Linked DNA regions of Oryctolagus cuniculus: region 1 is linked to region 2. Evidence: chromatin contacts called from public Hi-C data. All regions are on one chromosome and are shown on one strand. Each heading gives the region's core, a stretch centred on a gene start, on an enhancer-like site or on the middle of the called end of the contact. The rest is flanking DNA. Distances are from core to core; before and after follow the strand shown. Region 1 holds the start of TRMU (tRNA mitochondrial 2-thiouridylase). Region 2 overlaps LOC127485310.

Region 1 (4,008 bases), core at 313-2,812, 240 kb after region 2:
GGCGGTGCCTCTGTGAGCATAACACGGAGTCGTGGCTCCCCTGTGGGCATCAGAGCCCGAAGGCCAAGGTGGTCAGCAGGTGCCCCGTGAGATAGCCAGAGCTGGACGTGCATGGAGTGTCTGGCTGGGAGGGAACCCGGGCTGGGATGGTGTCGTGAGCACCACTTGTCACACAGCTCGACAGGGCTAATGTGACGTGTCAGAAGAAACAATTGTGACAGCCTCCTCAATATAATTTATTGTTCAATACCACTCAGTATATAATCAGTGCACACATCTAAAGGTCAATACCACTCAGTATAGCATTAGTCCACAGGTCACAACACACATCTAAGAGTCACAGTCTCACACAGTAGCCAACAATAGATAGATATGAAGCCTAAAAAGTGTAAGCAATCGGCCGGCGCCGCGGCTCACTAGGCTAATCCTCCGCCTAGCGGCGCCAGCACACCGGGTTCTAGTCCCGGTTGGGGCGCCGGATTCTGTCCCGGTTGCCCCTCTTCCAGGCCAGCCCTCTGCTGTGGCCCGGGAGTGCAGTGGAGGATGGCTCAGGTGCTTGGGTCCTGCACCCCATGGGAGACCAGGAGAAGCTCCTGGCTTTGGATCAGCACACTGCACCGGCCGTTGCAGCCATTTGGGGAGTGAACCAACGGAAGGAAGACCTTTCTCTCTCTCTCACTGTCCACTCTGACGGTCAAAAAAAAAAACTGTAAGCAATCGAAACACGTGGCTCAAGTCATTTGATAAATGCTGCGTTTTCACTCCTACATGACAGAAGGGAACCTCAAGAACCAGCATTTAGCAAATGACTTGAGCCACGTGTGTTTCGATTGATTACGCATCGGAGCCTCGCTGCTCCCCGCTACCACTCGGGGACTAGGTCTCGGTCGTGGACTGGCCGCGGGGGCAGATGTGGAGCCGTCCTCCAAGCTGCAGGCGGAGACGCAGAAATTGGGCGAGGCTTCGATGTCGTCCAGCGGAGCCTCGGCCAGACGCGGCGGATCCGCCCGGCCACTGCTTCCCGGGAGGACGGAGCGCCCGTGGGGGCTCGCCTGTCGCCCCCGCCCTGGGGCAGGGAAGTCGCTGTGGCGGCCGTAGGCCCTCCCTTCGTGGGTGCCGCCAGAACGTTCGTTCTTAGGTGGGACCAAGGGTGACGCGGTCCCGCGGGGCCTGCTGGCTGGCTGCTGCTTTATGACGTGCGTTCCCGGGTCCTTATCGTGCTTCTAGGCAGATGTTCTGGGCAGTTCCTGGTACTTAGTATTAGCTTAAGGGACTCCATTTTTGGTTTGCTTTTCTTTTTTTGGGCTAGCAGTGCTCCGTAACTCCTGTGGGATTCCCCACAGAGGGGAACCCCCCTCCCCCGGGAGACGGCGACTGCGATCAAAGCCAGCCCCCTTCGCAGCGTCGCCCAAGTTCTTCAGGGGACCCCGGCGGTCGCAGTCACCACACTTGCTGCACCTGCGAGCGAAGAAGAAACCCAAGCGAAGGCACGTACCCCGGCGCGGAACGCGACGTGCGAGGCCGCGCTTCCCGCCGGACCGCAAGCGCGGACGCCGCGTGAGGCGGAACTTCCGGCGCGGGGCGGAAGCGGCGGCAGGGGCTAAGTGACTGAGGCGGGGAGCGCGCGACGGCGGGCGAATGTTGGCGGCGCGGCACGTTGTATGCGCCTTGTCAGGCGGAGTGGACAGCGCGGTGGCCGCTCTGCTGCTGAGGCGGAGAGGTGAGGTGGCCCCCACGCCCGCCTCCCTCGCTGGGCCCCGCGGCGCCGACTTGCCGTGAGCGGTTCGCAGCCGCGAGCTGGTCAGTGCTTTGCGGCGCAGGTGCGGGGTTTCTCGCTGGGCGTCCACGCTCGAACCCGTGGGGCCCGGGGCAGCGGTGAGGGGGAAGGGAGGCCAGAGGCCGCGCGGGTGCTCCCCGTTCGCGGGACGGCAGCCTGTCCGCCCGAGGCGCGTCCGTGCCTCCCGCCGCGCCGGGTCTCGGCCTGCGGGACTCGTGTCTCGGAGAAGGGAGGCGCGTGGCAGGCTGCTGAGCCCGGGCGAGGGAAGCGCCCTTCGCCGTGCAGCGGGGACGACCCCAGCCCGCGGAGTGCGTGCAGGAGGGATTACCCCGTGCCCAGCGCAGACACGGCGTCCGTGCTAGAAACGGTGCTGGCTTCTCCCGCCGGCCGCGGCAGCGAGGCCTCTGAGGGTCGGCGTGGCGGCTACCGGTGAGGCCACCCACGCGACGCTGGTTTGAGTCCTGGCTGCGCCGCGTCCGGGAAAGCAGTGTAGGATGGCCCAGGTCCTCGGGTCCCCGCCACCCACGTGGGAGACCCTGATGGCGTTCCAGCCCCTGGCTCCAGCCTGTGGGCAGTGCAGCCATCCGGGGGGTGGCCCTGTGGGTGGAAGGTCTGAGTGCCCAGCCGCTTCAGCCAGTACCTGCTGCTGCCCGGAGTGCGCCCCGCGGGAAGCTGCAACTGGGAGCCGAGCCGGCGGGAACCCGCGCGGTGATGTGGATGGGGGCCTCCCAGTGGTGCCGCGTGCCTGCCCGAGAGTGGGCTTTTGAAGCTCTGTGTGTGGTGTTCCTCGTTCTAGAAGCTTCTGCGTCGTGCTGGGAGAATGGGCTTGAGTTAGACACAGCCCTGCCCCTGGACACCTCCCTGCCCAGCGAGCTGCGGGCGACTGAAACTTCGGCACCTGTGGAAGCCGGGCCAGGTGCTTCTGCAAGCAGGCGGGAGAGCCCATGAGCTGCTGGATGGGCGGGCTTGTGAGCCTGGCTGCTTAGTTTGGGCAGATCTGTCGCCAGATCTGTCTCGGGCACTGCGTTGTCGCGACCAGGCAGCGCCTGTCTTCGTGCAGCTTCCCCCGGGGAAGCCGCTTCTCACGCGAGGCGGCCTTTCCGGCTGCTCGGTTTCTTTGTCAGAAAGGGGGGAGGCGGGCGGGACGGCCTTGTCAGCCCGCAGGGAAGCGGCTGCAGTGTCAGGCCTCCTTTCCCTGAGGACTTAGTCTTGGGCGATAGCTTCAGAACGAGCCTGCTTTTCTGACCACTGGATGGCAGAGTGCTCGGCGAAGCGTCGCCGCGTTTCGGCCGCTGTGCCCTTTGTTCGGCACACGTTTGCTGAGCCGAGGCGCAGGTGGGGACGCGGGACAGAACGTGCCGCCTCGCCCCCCCGAGCTCTCAGGCAGGCTGCTCAGGCCGGTAACGCGTGTGATGTCGGAGGCCTTGGGGGGACGTGGCGGGAACATGGGGGAAGGGCGTCTGCGGTGGCTTGCTCTGACAACCGGGGGCACGGGGCCACTGACTGGGCTGCCACGAGCCGGGCGCAGAGGCCTGGGGGCGCGGCCCGGGTGTCGTGGACGGCTCAGAGCGCAGAGGCCGCTGTCCTCCACCTGGGGCTGAGCGGCTGCTCTCCTTCGCTCCCCTCCCTCCCCTGCAGGGTACCAAGTGACAGGGGTGTTCATGAAGAACTGGGACCAGCTGGACGAGCATGGCGTGTGCACCGCTGACAGAGACTGTGAGGACGCCTACAGGGTCTGCCAGATCCTGGACATCCCCTTCCACCAGGTCTCCTACGTGAAGGAGTACTGGAACGACGTGTTCAGGTGGGCATGGGTCACAGAGCACCGGCAGATGGGCGGATGGCCGCTGTCGGCAGCCTGGCACCCCTCCCCGGCCCCTCGGGGACCTCTGCCCAAGGCGCCCCTGGCTGTCTCACTCACTCCTGCTACCTGCCGGTAGTCTGGGATGCATGCTGGAACCTTGGGGTGTCTCTGCGAGTTAGGCCGGGGTCAGTGATGGCGGGGACGCTGGGAGGGAGCTCTGGTAAGACTGCCCCGTGCCTTTTGAGATGAGACATGGCTGTGGGGGACAGAGTGGCCCTGAGCCACGGCAGCCTGTGGGGGCAGGGTGGCCCCTGAGCCACGGCAGCCTGTGGGGGGCAGGGTGGCCCCTGAGCCACGGCAGCCTGTGGGGGACAGGGTGGCCCCTGAGCCACGGCAGCCTGTGGGGGCAGGGTAGCCCCGAGCCACG
Region 2 (3,998 bases), core at 407-2,906:
CCTGGGGAGCGGTCCTAGGGAGCCCCTGCAGGGTCTCTGCTGGGCACCTCTGTCTTGGGGGCACCTCAGTGGCCTGGGCAAAGTGATCCTGAAGAGGCCGAGACCAAGGCTGTCCCGGCCAGCACAGGCCCAGGATGGGCCAGGCCGCTGCCTGAGAGACCAGGGACCAGGCGGTGGGCAGTGCCCCAGCCCCGCCCTCACTGTGCATCCCAGCGTGTGCAGAGGGCTTGGCCCGCTACGCCACGGCGCCGGCCCCGCCGTTACTCGCTAAACCACAGCCCTCATTGCGATCACACCCAGAACCTCTTTCCTGGCCAGGGAGTCGTGCTGAGCGCCGAGCGGGGAGAGATGGGGAAAGTTCTGGGCGGGGCGGGGGTGCTGGCCGCGCCGGCGGTGTTTGTACCCAGGGCCACTGAGGCCGCCACTGGAAATGGTGCCTCTTGCTTTCGGTGTATACTTTTGCTTTATGTTTTACCACAGTGCAGTCACTCTGTTGGACTCTTACGTGAACAGCACGTCCGTTTCGTGTCCGCAATAGCACGTGTCTGAGGGACTCCAGCGTGGCAGAGTCGTGAATGAGGGCACTCGGCCGGGCCGGCTTCCTGCGCGGGACACTGGGGCACTGCGAAACCTGCGCGCAGGGCGTGAAAGCCACAAAGCGAGCGTCAGTCCCCTCGTCTGGCTGTTTCAGAGTTGTCAGACCCAGGGCAGCTCCTCCCGGTCATGTGCCCTGTGTGTGCATGTGTGTGGTGTGTGCATGTCTGTGTTGTGTGTGTGCATGTGTGTGGTGTGTGCATGTCTGTATTGTGTGTGTATTTGTGTGTGTGCACCCCTGTGTGTGCATGTGTGCATGTCTGTGTTGTGTGTATTTGAGTGTGTGTGCACCCCTGTGTGGGGCATGTGTGTGCGTGTGTGTTGCCTGTGTATTGTGTGTGTTGTGTGTGTGCGTGTGTGTGTATGTCTGTATTGTGTGTGTATTTGTGTGTGTGCACCCCTGTGTGTGCGTGTGTGCATGTCTGTGTTGTGTGTATTTGAGTGTGTGTGCACCCCTGTGTGTGGTGCATGCGTGTGCATGTGTGTTGCCTGTGTATTGTGTGTGTGTGTTGTGTGTGTGTGTTGCGTGATGCTGGCGTGAGTGAGGACTGCACACCAGGCACTGTGCAGAACGCCCCTCTGGAGGAGGCCCAGGCTGGTGACCGCTGGGCAGGGTCTCCACTGGGTAGCTGTGCTGCCTTCTGTCCTGCAGGGGCACCATGTGAGACCGTGCGGGTGTCCTGTCACTCACCCCTGCCCCTAACTCCAGCATCCAAGGGTGACTTGTGACTGGATCAGGCATTATCGCAGTGGGTACCATGGGGACCGTTTCTTACTCCTCCGTTCCTGTTGCCATTGTTGCTATTAATAGTCTCAGATGAGGGCCTGAGTCCCAGGAAGCTTCCTGCCTGGTAAACGGATGGGAAAATAACAAACACCCAGTGAGATCCGCGGGAGGAGCATAACCTGGGGAGGGGTGATCCCAGAGGCCTTCCCGGAGGAGGTGGTACAGGAAGTAAGCCCTTCAAAGGAAAACAGAAGTGAGGAAAAGCACGGTGTGCAGTGGAATGAAGTGGTGAGGTTGCAGGCCAAGGACACAGGACCACAGCCAATTCTGGATGTTGGGCCGGGAGCTCTGCCAGGCCTGCAGGGCCACGGCCAGGGCTGGGGCTGGTGGAAGGGCAGAGCAGGCAGAGCGGGAATGGTCACGTCAGAGCTGGTGACGTGGCCTGTGCTGTTGACCTTTACTCTCTGACCCCATGATGACCTCCTGCGAGCCATCTTCTCCTCCATGGAAAACCAGGGTGTGGAGAGGTAAAGGGGGGAGCAAGCTAATCCAGCCGGGAGGGGCCAGAGGTCAGGAGAGCACAGGGCGCCCTCCTCGGCTGCCTGAGCCTTCCTCCAGGTCCCTGGGGACCCAGAAATGCCCTCGGCTTCCAGCTGGGCCCCAGGTCCTCCCAGGAGGGACCCCCTCCCCAGGCTGACTCCTGGGCTCCCCCCCAACAGGGGCAGGGGCCACTGGGCAAGGAGGCGTGGGCTGCTTTCGCTCCCTGCACCCAACAGTCCCCATCCTGCGCAGGGCTGCAGCCCCATGGGGGGAGTGGGGGAGGGGAGGGCCTCTGTCCTCTGTTTCCTTGCTGGAGCAAAGCCCTGGGGTCGGACTTGGTCCCACCAGCGGGATCCCTGGTGCTCAGCGGGTGCTCGGCCAGAAGCCAGAGCATATTTTTAGACAAGCTGTAGGTGGGGGGTGGGCAGGCGGGGGCCCGGGGGGAGGCTGGGCCGCCTGCCAGCCCCGAGGGCGCGGGAGGCAGCGGCAGGTGACCTTCAGCGGCCACCCCTGCCCTGGCTCGCGAGGTCAGGAGGGAGCCGAGTGCCCACGTGCTCCGAGGCTGGCCTGGGGGCGGTCCCAGGAACCTTTGCGAAGCCTGCAGCCCAGCTACTGCTCCTGAGGGCCAATCCATCGGGCGTCTGCCCTGGCGGCTGCCTGCTGGGCGCGGCCCGGGCACAGTGCAGAGTCCTGGGCGGGCTGGGACGGCTGCGATCAGCCAGCTGGGCCTCTTGTTTTACAGTCGGGAGTGGACACAGGGCGGTGTGGCTGTCCAGGGTCACAGGGCCCGGGGAGGGGTGCGGGTGGAGGATGTGCAGTGGAAACATGAGAACACGTCGGGGACATGCTCCAGGGGCCCATGTGGGCGTCGGTTGGAGACCTGGCTGCTCTACTTCCAATCCCGCTCCCTGCTAATGCTCCTCGGAAAGCAGTAGAAGATGCCCAAGTCCTTGGGCCCCTGCACCCGTGTGGGAGACCCCGAGGAGGCTCCTGGCTTCAGACCGGCCCAGCTCTGGCTGTTGAGGCTATTTGGGGAGTGAACCTACAGATGGAGGATCTCGCTTGCTCTCTCTCTCTCTCTCTTCCTCTCTGTCTCTGTAATTCTGCCTTTCAAATAAATAAAATAAGTCTTAAAAAAAAAAAGCGCCTCCCAGTGGCTGTCGGCTGCCCGGTGCCAGGCGAGCTGTGGGCACACTGAGCTCAGAGCAGGTGTACTCGTCGCCCGCTGGACGTCCGCACGGGAAGGCCGCCCAGCACGTGGAAAATCGATGCCTCCCGCTCCTGTGCTCCTGGCCTGGGTTATTTGCATTGATTCTCCCTCCGCAAACAAGCACATAGTTTGGGGCAGGAAAACTTTTTAAAAATATATTAAAGCTGCAAGAGTTGCCAAGATGGTGGGGAAGCTCCAGGCCACGTTCTGGGACGGAAAGCAAGAACCCGAGGGCGTTTGCCCACCTGGTGAAACCGGGCCGGGTCTGGGTGTAGGCGTGCAGGCAGAAGTCGGGGTGTGAGAAGCCTGACGGGGCCCCCCTGTGAAGCCTGGGGACGGCCTCACCCGGGGAAGGGGGAGGCAGAGGTAACTCTGACATACCCCGCCCCCCGCGCCAGCCAGCTCCCCTGCCAACCCAGGAGGAAGGGGCTCAGTGCTGAAGGGAGTGGGAGGAGGAGGAAGGGGCAGATGCCAAGTTTAAGTCCAGGGAGGTGCAGCCCCTCGGAGCTGGAGCCCATGCCCAGGCAGGCAGCTTTAACCGAAGCAAACAGGTGGGGATTTCACCAAGTTCAGGGAGCAATGGAATTTACAAATAAGTTTATTTAAGTTATTTAAATAATAAATCTTAAAAATATAAAACATATAGGCCGGCGCCGCGGCTCACTAGGCTAATCCTCCACCTAGTGGCGCCGGCACACCGGGTTCTAGTCCCAGTCAGGGCACCGGATTCTGTCCCAGTTGCCCCTCTTCCAGGCCAGCTCTCTGCTGTGGCCCGGGAGTGCAGTGGAGGATGGCCCAGGTGCTTGGGCACTGCACCCCATGGGAGACCAGGAGAAGCACCTGGCTCCTGCCACAGGGATCAGTGCGGTGCGCCGGCCGCAGCGCACCAGCCGTGGCGGCCATTGGAGGGTGAACCAACGGCAAAGG

The links. Hi-C and Micro-C count contacts between places; a contact is called where the count stands out from the background.
Region 1: a Hi-C map of an unstated tissue shows a contact between it and region 2, with 2.4 times the contacts expected there. The contact joins the promoter of TRMU here to the enhancer-like site in region 2. A contact is called at or near these places in 2 of 6 Hi-C or Micro-C datasets (ear pinna and an unstated tissue).

Annotation. Positions count from the first base shown.
Region 1 is chr11:120,904,068-120,908,075 of mOryCun1.1, forward strand. TRMU (tRNA mitochondrial 2-thiouridylase) reads left to right here and starts at 1,563. Exons shown (of 11, transcript XM_051828164.2): 1 at 1,563-1,720; 2 at 3,416-3,581. The coding sequence starts at 1,639. LOC127485319 (a long non-coding RNA gene) reads right to left here and starts at 46. Exons shown (of 2, transcript XR_007912423.2): 1 at 1-46.
Region 2 is chr11:120,661,840-120,665,837 of mOryCun1.1, forward strand. LOC127485310 reads left to right here. Exons shown (of 4, transcript XM_070053043.1): 4 at 1-3,998. Among named protein-coding and RNA genes, the nearest start is that of MIRLET7B, 7.5 kb to the left of the region's middle. Within about 2 kb of position 1,657, at least 1 of the 8 cell types and tissues checked has an H3K27ac peak or open chromatin away from gene starts, as enhancers often do.